Linked DNA regions of Mus musculus: region 1 is linked to region 2. A link is a contact called in public HiChIP or PLAC-seq data. All regions are on one chromosome and are shown on one strand. Each heading gives the region's core, a stretch centred on a gene start, on an enhancer-like site or on the middle of the called end of the contact. The rest is flanking DNA. Distances are from core to core; before and after follow the strand shown.

Evidence for each region. HiChIP or PLAC-seq counts read pairs in DNA pulled down with a chosen protein or histone mark.
Region 1: a contact with region 2 is called in an H3K27ac HiChIP or PLAC-seq map of embryonic stem cells, with 2.7 times the contacts expected there. The contact joins two enhancer-like sites. A contact is called at or near these places in 2 of 484 Hi-C or Micro-C datasets (both in embryonic stem cells) and 3 of 115 datasets of contacts at active chromatin or transcription factors (all in embryonic stem cells).

Annotation. Positions count from the first base shown.
Region 1 is chr4:27,255,410-27,261,291 of GRCm38.p6, reverse strand. No RefSeq gene overlaps it. Among named protein-coding and RNA genes, the nearest start is that of Gm42264, 430 kb to the right of the region's middle. Within about 2 kb of position 2,006, at least 1 of the 459 cell types and tissues checked has an H3K27ac peak or open chromatin away from gene starts, as enhancers often do. A contact at or near this core is called in embryonic stem cells, where this site is marked.
Region 2 is chr4:26,940,818-26,946,921 of GRCm38.p6, reverse strand. No RefSeq gene overlaps it. Among named protein-coding and RNA genes, the nearest start is that of Gm42264, 110 kb to the right of the region's middle. Within about 2 kb of position 2,076, at least 6 of the 459 cell types and tissues checked have an H3K27ac peak or open chromatin away from gene starts, as enhancers often do. A contact at or near this core is called in embryonic stem cells, where this site is marked.

The DNA.
Region 1 (5,882 bases), core at 757-3,256, 310 kb before region 2:
TAATATGTAATACTTTGTTTCTTACTACAAGTATATGTCAAATATTTCTGCTATGTATCACATGCATTTACAACAATGATCAATAAATATTTCTGAAAAAACTTAGTTTCTACATGCTATTGTATGAATATGAGCTGTATAGGTCTAACGAATTACCAAAATTTCTTACAAATTTGAGATAGATCCCAAGTTTATTAAAGATTTAAACATTAGACATAAATCTATTAAGTGAAAATATATAGATAATGTATGGGCATGTTGGAATGGAGAACAAAAGAAACTGCAACACAAATAAACACGCATCAGAGTGTAGCAAACTAAATATCTTAGACAGAAGAGTTGAGAAAGAGGAGAAAGATACATGTGAGAAGTAGAAGAAAAAAATTTTCAGACTACATGTGTGACAAAATATTGATATCCAGACCTACCAGACAGTTATCAGTAGAAAACATGCACTTGATACATACACGAAAAATGCTCAACATTACTAATAATCAGGAACATGAAAATCAGAATGTGATAGTACCATCATTAACTGGATAACATTTTAGAAGACTAGAGTAATAAGTTCTCATTAGAACATAGAAAAGGTGTAAACTTTGTGTACTCTTGATAGAAATATTAAATTTGTCCAGCCATTGTTGATAATAGTGTAACATTTTTTTCAAAACTTAGCAATATGGTTGCGTAAACAAAACCTAAATAATAATATGTATTAACAGTTAACATGAGAATATGAACAGAGAATATTCCACAAAGTCCTACCCACAGTTAAAGTGTTACACATAGACTGGCAGAGGTAGAATGCATTTCCCACAATGATAAGCTCTCTCACACAGGTTGACCAACCACAAATGAGTAGTCCTAGACAGACGTGTTTATGAACAATGATAAATGGAACCAGCACATTGTATATGAATATGTTTAGTGACATAGGTGTGGTAGTCATTTAAGACCTTTTCTAAGATCATTTTTAAAGATGAAACAAAATCAATTTTTTTTACTTTATATTTCAACTGAGTCATTTAGAAGAAGCCTGTTTAATTTTCTGTTTGATTCTTAGATATTTGAGGATTTCCCAAATGGATTCCTGTTACTTATCTCTATTGAAATTTAGTATATTCAAAGAGAAAATTTTCTATAATTTTAATTGTCTGATAAGAGTTTTTGACAGGAATGTGATCCTTCCTGGTGCTCATTTTGTGTTTAATTTGAGATCAAATTAAACAAAATAGACAAATACAAGAAATATAATTGCCCCAACTCATATATAGAAAATTACAGTGTTAATCTAAAAAAATAATCTAAGATAGTTCTTTGAGAAGTTAAATATATTTACTTTGTATATTTTAATAACATTTCTATATTGACTAGAAGAAGGATATTGGATGAATATTTCAACAGTTTTCAAATTATGATAGATTAGAGACTCTGAGTGTCCAAATCACAGGAATTACATATTTATGTAAGATACTTCGTTAAAAGTGACCATTTATTTAAAACATGCATAATTAAAATATGCCATGTAGTTTATGATTTTGTGTGTCACACAAAAATTCATAGATTAAATTAAAATGGGAATCTTCAATCAACCACAGATAGTTGCTATTTGGGCAGGATGTCTGAATAAACGACATACTATAAACATCTAATCTCTCTTAGGTTAGAAAAAAAAATCAGGATTTTAAAACAGTGTAACAATGTTTAAGGAAAGATTCTTGGAGAAGAGTCCTAGGCTCTTCAATGAAGCTCTCAGCCACCTCCTCCATGCAAAGGATGCAGCACAGCAATAATGACTTGTCTTTTGTCTTCTGTGTCTCTTTAATATTGCCTTATTTAATATCATTGCTTTTCACCTGCATAATATTTACTTTTTAATGGAACAATTTAATGCAAAATAGAATGTTTTCCAAAACAAATGTTACTACAAATGGACACATTAAGTGGAATTCATCTGAAGTTCAAATGCTAATAGGTGTTGGATTTTTCAAAAGACAGAACAGAGGCTTTGAAGAAAGCCCTTACTGGAATCCTCTGCTCAGTTCAAGGTCATACATTAGACTTGTTGGTCAAAGGTATGCAGAATAATTTAATGTGGCCTTAACCTAAATGAAGTGGATTTTCCTCCACAACTGTAAAAATTTAGGTTAGTAACGTATGTTTATTTGCAAAGTGCTTTGGTCTGCTCAGACTGAAAAAGTCACAAGTGTGAATGTTTTTATTATTGTAGTTATTACTTGGCAAGAATCACTTCAGCTACATTTGTTAATTGTTATCTTGTTTACAGCTGTGAAAACATGCTTAGTGTGAACAGTTATCAATGGTGGCTGATATAGAACTCACAAGCCAGACAGCTTTCAGAAGATTATTTTTTTAATAAAGGGTGACCAAAAAAGAGGAACTTCAGATGTTGTTCAATATATGAATGGAGATTTTGAATAAAATATGTAAAATATATATAGCCCAGATATATTTGAATATAATATGTAATATTTATTCCATATATGAGTTGAGAAGGCTCTTTTCTTGCTTTGCTCTCTGTACTTTTACCATCACCACCTGCTCTCCATCTATTGATCATATCTTACAGCTTGCTTTTTCAAGTTTTGCTACTTTATTATGGATATAAAATTAACTCAAACAAGTCAATGGCCTTTCTCTACACAAAGAATAAACAGGCTGAGAAAGAAATTAGGGAAACAACACCCTTCTCAATAGTCACAAATAATATAAAATATCTTAGCGTGACTCTAACTAAGGAAGTGAAAGATCTGTATGATAAAAACTTCAAATCTCTGAAGAAAGAAATTAAAGAAGATCTTAGAAGATGGAAAGATCTTCCATGCTCATGGATTGGCAGGATCAACATTGTAAAAATGGCTATCTTGCCAAAAGCAATCTACAGATTCAATGCAATCCCCATCAAAATTCCAACTCAATTCTTCAACGAATTAGAAGGAGCAATTTGCAAATTCATCTGGAATAACAAAAAACCTAGGATAGCAAAAACTCTTCTCAAGGATAAAAGAACCTCTGGTGGAATCACCATGCCTGACCTAAAGCTTTACTACAGAGCAATTGTGATAAAAACTGCATGGTACTGGTATAGAGACAGACAAGTAGACCAATGGAATAGAATTGAAGACCCAGAAATGAACCCACACACCTATGGTCACTTGATCTTCGACAAGGGAGCTAAAACCATCCAGTGGAAGAAAGACAGCATTTTCAACAACTGGTGCTGGCACAACTGGTTGTTATCATGTAGAAGAATGCGAATCGATCCATACTTATCTCCTTGTACTAAGCTCAAATCTAAGTGCATCAAGGAACTTCACATAAAACCAGAGATACTGAAACTTATAGAGGAGAAAGTGGGGAAAAGCCTTGAAGATATGGGCACAGGGGAAAAATTCCTGAACAGAACAGCAATGGCTTGTGCTGTAAGAAAGAGAATTGACAAATGGGACCTAATGAAACTCCAAAGTTTCTGCAAGGCAAAAGACACAGTCAATAAGACAAAAAGACCACCAACAGATTGGGAAAGGATCTTTACCTATCCTAAATCAGATAGGGGACTATATCCAACATATATAAAGAACACAATAATGTGGACTTCAGAAAATCAAATAACCCCATTAAAAAATGGGGCTCAGAACTGAACAAAGAATTCTCACCTGAAAAATACCGAATGGCAGAGAAGCACCTGAAAAAATGTTCAACATCCTTAATCATCAGGGAAATGCAAATCAAAACAACCCTGAGATTCCACCTCACACCAGTCAGAATGGCTAAGATCAAAAATTCAGGTGACAGCAGATGCTGGTGTGGATGTGGAGAAAGAGGAACATTCCTCCATTGTTGGTGGGATTGCAGCCTTGTACAACCACTCTGGATATCAGTCTGGCGGTTCCTCAGAAAATTGGACATAGTACTACCGGAGGATCCAGCAATACCTCTCCTGGGCATATATCCAGAAGATGTCCCAACCGGTAAGAAGGACACATGCTCCACTATGCTCATAGCAGCCTTATTTATAATAGCCAGAAGCTGGAAAGAACCCAGATGCCCCTCAACACAGGAATGGATACAGAAAATGTGGTACATCTACACAATGGAGTACTACTCAGCTATTAAAAAGAATGAATTTATGAAATTCCTAGCCAAATGGATGGACCTGGAGGGCATCATCCTGAGTGAGGTATCACATTCACAAAGGAACTCACACAATATGTACTCACTGATAAGTGGATATTAGCCCCAAACCTAGGATACCCAAGATATAAGATACAATTTGCTAAACACATGAAACTCAAGAAGAATGAAGACTGAAGTGTGGACACTATGCCCCTCCTTAGAATTGGGAACAAAACACCCATGCAATGAGTTACAGAGACAAAGTTTGGAGCTGAGATGAAAGGATGGACCATGTAGAGACTGCCATATCCAGGTATCCACCCCATAATCAGCATCCAAACGCTGACACCATTACATACACTAGCAAGATTTTATCGAAAGGACCCAGATGTAGCTGTCTCTTGTGAGACTATGCCGGGGCCTAGCAAACACAGTAGTGGATGCTCACAGTCAGCTATTGGATAGATCACAGGGCTCCCAATGGAGGAGCTAGAGAAAGTAGCCAAGGAGCTAAAGGGATCTGCAACCCTATAGGTGGAACAACATTATGAACTAACCAGTACCCCGGAACTCTTGACTCTAGCTGCATATGTATCAAAAGATGGCCTAGTCGGCCAACACTGGAAAGAGAGGCCCATTGGACAAGCAAACTTTATATGCCCCAGTACAGGGGAATGCCAGGGCCAAAAAGGGGGAGTGGGTGAGTAGGGGAGTGGGGGTGGGTGGGTATGGGGAACTTTTGGTATAGCATTGGAAATGTAAATGAGCTAAATACCTAATAAAAAGTGGAAAAAAAAGAGCATAAAAGAAAGTGTTTTGTGGTGTTCATAGATCAGTAAAATTGGTTAGAATAGATATTCTATCACTGGCTATACTGCAATGTGTGTGTGTGTGTGTGTGTAAAAATCTATTTTTATATTTTCTACATGATAATATATCCATGTGAAATCTATCAAATCATCTTTAGAAACCCATGCACTTAAATACTAATGATTAATTTCATAGCAAACTAACATTAAGATATAGAAAATGAAGCAGAAGCTTATGTTGCTGCAGATTGCTTGAAAAAATAAAAAATAAATTTTTATGATTATTGCCTCAGTCTAAAATTATTTCTGCACTTTGCAACTTTTGTCAAAAAAAGATACTTTCTACTATTAATGAATGAAAACACAGTATAGATACTTTTAGATTTTGCAATTTTAAAATGTTTGTATAATAAATAAAAAAATACATATATTTAATATTTCTTAAAAATAAATAGCTTAATAAAATAAAATAATTTTATTAAAATTAAAATACTATAAATTACGTAATAATTAAATTTCTTAAAAATAGACTTTTTTCTTTTTTTTATTAGCTATTTTCTTAATTTACTTTCAAATGCTATCCCTTTTCCTAGTTTCCTCTCTGAAAATCTCCTATACCCACCCCTCTCTTTCTGTTCCCCAACCCACCCTCTCCCACTTCCTAGACCTGGAATACAAATAAATATTTAATATATCTTAAATTAACTTATAAATTATAAATTATAAGTAATATTATTTACTGTAGTTTAGAAAGGTTTGTTATTTTCATGTAAAATAATTTTAGTGTACTTTTAGAAATTAAAGCATTGACTTATATAGTAAATATATTATTGTACAAAGTGCATTATGATTAATTGTTAAAGTATTGGCTATATTAACCAAATGAAATAATTCTAATATCAATCCATTGTACTGAATAGTATTATATAACAAGTG
Region 2 (6,104 bases), core at 827-3,326:
CCCATGAGTAGTATTGCTGGATCCTCCAGTAGTACTGTGTCCAATTTTGTGAGGAACCGCCAAACTGATGGTTCTCTGGAGTCTAACTTCTTGAGTTCTTTGTATACATTGGATATTAGCCTTCTATTGAATTTAGGATTGGTAAAGATCTTTTTCCAAATCTGTTAGTTGCCCTTTTGTCTTATTCACGATGTCCTTTGCCTTACAGAAGCTTTGCAATTTTATGAGTTCGCATTTGTCAATTCTTGATCTTGCAGCACAAGTCACAGGTGTTCTGTTCAGGAATTTTTCCCCTGTGCCCATATGTTCGAGGTTCTTCCCCACTTTCTCCTCTGTAAGTTTCAGTGTCTCTGGTTTTATGTGGAGGTCCTTGATCAACTTAGACTTGAGCTTTGTACAAGGAGATAAGAAGGAATCGATTTGCCTTCTTTGACATGCTGCCCACCAGTTGATCCAGCACCATTTGTTGAAAATGCTGCCTTTTTTCCCACTGGATGAATATAGCTCCTGTGTCAAAGATCAAGTGACTATATATGCACAGGTTCATTTCTGAGTCTTCAATTCTACTTTAATGATCTACCTGTCTGTCACTGTATCAGTACCATGCAGTTTTCGTGACAATTGTGCTGTAGTACAGCTTGAGGTCCCTGATTTTATATATATCTTTAACAACACTAGTTACTACGCAGAGATTGAAAAAGTCTTGATTTCATTGAAGTCAAATTTCAGCATATGGTATGTAACATACTTGATTACGTTTTAGAATAAACTTTAGTCTTATATCACACATTTTTATAGTTTAAAACCATTATCCTATTGTTACAATGCTGACTGCTATAAAATATATGAGAAAGAAATCGTTCTGAATACTTTCAGGGGTTAAAATCACAATATTAGTAGTGTAGTCATTCTCACAGTGTGTTGTTTATATTCCTTCTAATGTATAAGTGTTTCCTAATAACCTTATCTTCTGTTTCTTTAGCCCATCCTTAATTCCAATGAAATGGTGGAAACACTTCAAAGTTATTTCACTCAGAGTACCAGAATTCCTTTTTATTCACTGAATTAAACTCTGTTACTTTGAAAACTAAGACATCAAACACTTCCCACCAAGCAGCCAGAGGGCTAGTTCATAGCTTTTATACAAATTGTCTGCAGTAATTCTGTATGATTGATAGATCAATCATCTGCTTGTAAATAAAAATGTATTAATACTTGTTTCAAATGGCTAGTCTGCATGTGTATCCCACTGCCTACAAACATATACAATAAAAAATGTAATTTTTTTCCATGCTAAGTTCCAAATGCCTCCATCCTGTACTACATATTATATAGTTGAGTTTTCCTAATTTGAGGAGATTTTAGGGGTCAGCACTTTTGGAGTGACATAGAACAGCCTTTACATAAGTAAAACTTCTTCATGACTATAGTATCTTCTCCTTGCCCTTGTAGAGAAAGTATTATTATATAATATAAAAAAATTAAAATATGTATTTAATTCTTATATATTTTTATTTTTAGATTGGTGTCTATAACTGTGAACCATGCTCAGACTATTTCTCAAACTTTTCATGTTGAACACATTTTCAAGTACCTGCTGTTTATTTTAGGCTTAAAACTATTAAAGAAATATCTGTTAAGATGGTTCACTTTTAGCATTCTCTTATTTGGGAGGTTGGCTGTTGAGTTAGGATATCACTCACAGTGTCTGTAGAGCTCCTGTCAGCTGAAGTTTTCTTCCATTTTGCAAGTCATTTTACAAGTTTTGTTTCCTTTGCAGACAGACAAAAAAAAAAATTGGTATACTTACAATTGTACTTTCATTGTCTTTAGGGTCCTTTAAGAACAAATTTTAATTTTATTTAACTCCCATTTGTTGTATACTGGCCTGTGGCCTACTTGAACCTGGTACACTTGGGAGGCAGGCTGGGGCTGAAAGAGACTAGACTGCAAGAGAAATTAATGGAGACCAAGACAAGATTCTGTTCAAGGCCAGACAGTTTACTAAGAGATGTGTGCTTATATCGGGCAAGGCCCATCCCCAGCCAGTCCATTCTTGGTGTCTGAGCCAGCCTGTGCAGGATACCTCTCAGCAGGTAGCGGTGTCTTGAAGAGAGAAGTGGCAGGTGGCTGAACAATAGAGCCATCTAGGTCAGAAGGCTCCACCCTAGGTAATCTCCTTCTAGTGGCAACAAGGTCAAAGTCTGGATCAGCCTGCTTCAGGCTGGGAGAGCCTACACCCATATATCCTTTTCATTTATAACAAATCTAAGAACTCATTCTGGGGTATTGCTGTGATAGGCTGGTGGAGAGGAACTTTAATCCAGCAATATGGCTGATCTAGTAAGGGATTACATCCAAACCTTCCAGGTTTGTATAATCTGTCTGGAATAGACAAGCCTTTATCCCCAGGAAACAGGCAAGAATATCTCTGAGCAAACACTAGCCTGGCATAGAGCAAATTTCAGGTAAAGAAAAGCTTATCTCCAGGCGTGACTACACACAACTTTAATCCCAGCACTTAGGAGACAGAGGCATGGAGATCTCATAGTTCTAGTCAGCCAGTGAAGTTGAATCAATGAGCTGAGAGTCAGTGCAGTGAAGTTGAATTCATGGCAGTACACTTTGTTGAGTTTACATTTGTTTTACTGGGACAGTTTCACAGAGACTGGTTTCAGACAAAACAAGCTAGACATAGATGAAAACAGAATGAGCAGAGAATGGGAAAGAGTTCCAATCCAGAAGACTGGAACAGATTGCCAGAGTTAGTTTGAGGTCAAGAAGAGCAATTCAAGAGAAACTGAGAGAAATCAGTTTGAATCAGTCAGTTTGAAAAGGAATTTTAAACCAGAACATCTAAGTTGAACCAGCTAGCCAAGGTTCAGAAAGAGCAAGAATAATTGAGGTTTTGTTTTTTGTTTTGTTTTGTTTGTTTGTTTGTTTTTTGTTTTTCTGGTTTTTTTTTGTTTTTTTGTTTGTTTGTTTGTTTGTTTGTTTGTTTTTTAAGCTGTAATCCTTATAAGCCAATTACTTCAGCCAAATAAAGAATACTTTATTTGGAGGAATGTGAAATTTTGGATTTTGAATTAGAAAATCAGTTGAATGATTTAAATGGTGCTTAGTGAACCATAAGAGTAGGAACACAGAAGGCAGAGGTACTGAGGATGATTTGAACTGAGGCAGAACATCTCAAGAGGCTTAAAACAAAAACGATATTAATATATGACCCTGATATCATTCTTGTAATATTTTGGTGAAGAATGTGACTGCCTTTGGCTCTTATTTAAAAGATATGTCTGAGGTTAAATAGAAGGTATCGATTAACAACATTGAAAACTGTCATTTCCAAAAAGCTCAGCATTACTTGGATTTTGTGGCTATTACTGGCCAATCTTATTTAAATAAATAAAGAAATAAATAAGTAAAAGTAACTTAAGCAAGAAAAGATACAAAATGTACAGTTGAAGGAGAAAAATAATATCAGAAAATATAAAAAGATTAAAGAAAATCCTCATGCTAAGTGGAATAAAGGAATAGTGACCTCAGAGCAAAACTCTACCCATCAAAACTTCCAACTTGTGCAGAGAATGTAGAAAAAAGCTTAGAGCTAGCTATAGTGGTCTATACCTTTCATCCCAATACTGGGGAGGCAGAGTCAGGTAGATTTCAGAGTTCAAGGCAAACATAATCTACAGAGCAAGTTATAGAGTTATCAAGCTTAGCCAAGAAACTATCAACAATAGATATTTGGTAAAAATTTATTTGTGAGAACAGTGAGAACACATTCTGACCTCAAGAAGGACTAGAACTGGGCAGATTCAGCCAAGCTGTTCTGAATTCAGAATCAAGCATACAAGTAAAGGGTTATGCAATCTCTATGACTAAGGAGAGCTACTGAGACAGGCATGTGTCAGAGGTGTCCCTGCATGGAGACCTAGAAGGCCATTGCATAAAGCTATAAATGTGTAGCCTGGATTGCCTTGAAGCATCCAAGATATTGGAGATGCCAGAGCCATGGAATCCCTGCCTGAGCAAGCTACCAAAAGGTAGTAGAAGAAGCCTAAGAGAAAGGCCTACAAACCTAAAAAGATTTGTGGATGTTATGGTCTGACACACTTACATCAGAATATCTGTAGCCATTTTATTTCATGCCTACCAGCTTTTTCTTATTGTTGTTATAATGTGTCTTCCAGTCACTGACACAGAGGATTGACTTGGCTAGAGCAAGGACACCATGACCTATAGATGTTCTCTATAAAATTTCAAATCTTAAAGAAATTCCACAAAGCTTTCAGCAGGACTCATCAAGTCAAATGTCAATATGAACTGTTATGCCTAATGCATCTTGAGTCAGAGCTAATCACTGGGCAGCCCTTCCTGCACCTACATATGAGCTCACTCTAGTTTTTGTGCCTGACACCAAAGAATGCTCCTAAGGAGCCAAAAATATATGATTATAATATTATTTCTTTGATGTCTCAATGTTCTGAAATTCTTCTGTACACCATCCATTCAGTACCACCCTTACCTTACTCAGAAACAATTGGTTTAAAGGTAAACTAACATTTTGCATATTAAGCCAACAGCTTTCCTACTTACCCTTTAAACTTTTGAACTTGTTTGTTTTTTGGTTTTTGTTTTGTTTTGTTTTGTTTTTCTACAAAAAGCCTATCATAAAAACAGTCTAGTACTACAATTAGGCTACCGAGTTCCTTCTGAGGTCCTGAACATTTAGTACTAGTGTATGTGTTCAATAAACCATTCTTCCTATTATTTTTTGTAGATTTTAGGGAAAATGGCCTAAATCATGAAGTCAGCACTATAACATCTGGGAATAACCAAAATGGGGGGAGTTAACCTTATACCTAAAGAAAGTTGCTTTAGCATTTCTAAGATTTGATCACTACATAGAATATGTCTCAATCAAAAAGGAATAATAGCTAACAGTCCAAATGTTTATCAATATCAGTTTACCTCTCTTGTTAGCTTTGATCCTGTAAGAAATAGTGAATTGAACTTGCTTTCTTTGGTTTACACTTTATAGTTATGACCAGTTTGAAGCCTATGCTGTTGGTCCATCATTTGCCTTCTGATTAGTTATAACCAGTCTGTGGACCTTTATCACTTAATGGGTTAGTTTAAATGTTGTCGTGGGAAGCCAATACTTTAACCTAGTTATGAGTAGCTTGAAGATTTCCAATCATAAAACTTGAAATTTGCTTTGCTTTTAAATAACTTAGTAATTGTCTATTCCAATAATCCCAGAAATAAATTTTAAAGTCTACCTTGAAAGGCAGAGATTTCCAGGTATATAACATATGTATATATCATATCTTAAAGCATGTCTCATTTTTTTAATACATTTTTGGTTTAAGCTGGCCTTTAGATGGCAAAATAGGTTTCTCTGTTTAACAGAGGAAAAACTTGTTTCAGAGGAGGCACTACCTCAATGTGGCACAACTATGGAAACACCTGTTTGTTTCAAATTCCTAGTGATTAAGATATTATCTCCAAAAGGGAGGGAGGAAAATTCATCAGACTTAGAAGTGGTCAAACCTCACTAGTCACAGAAGGATGAAGCATTCAGTCTACAACACCTCTTCTGAAAGTTGCCTAAGGAGAAAGAACTTTTGGGAAAAGGAGGTTCTCTGGCATGACTTTGGAGTACCGTGTGTGATTTGCACGCTGCTCTAGGAACACATCATTCCTGAGTATTTACCCAGGCTAGAGTGGCTCTGTTGGTGACAAAATTCCCTTTGCGTTATTCAAGCTTCAGTAGGACACCTTCCATTGTTATGCAAGCTGTGAAGAGAAATTATCAACAGTCCTATCCAACTGCTAAAGACTATGAAAAAAATATGAGCAGCTCATGAAAACATCCTCCATTCAATGGTGGCATTTATAAATTAGGGTAACAAAAAGCTATGTAACTAGGTTGAATGTCTGCTCAAAATTAGGAAATAACGCATGCTTAGTAAACACAGCCAAGACCCATGGTTGGAGAGGTCATAGACTCTACAAGAGAACATTGCCAATTTTCTAAATTAATAATGCTTCAATTTGTATTCTAAATACAACTTTATCCCAGTAGATAATTGCGGGTC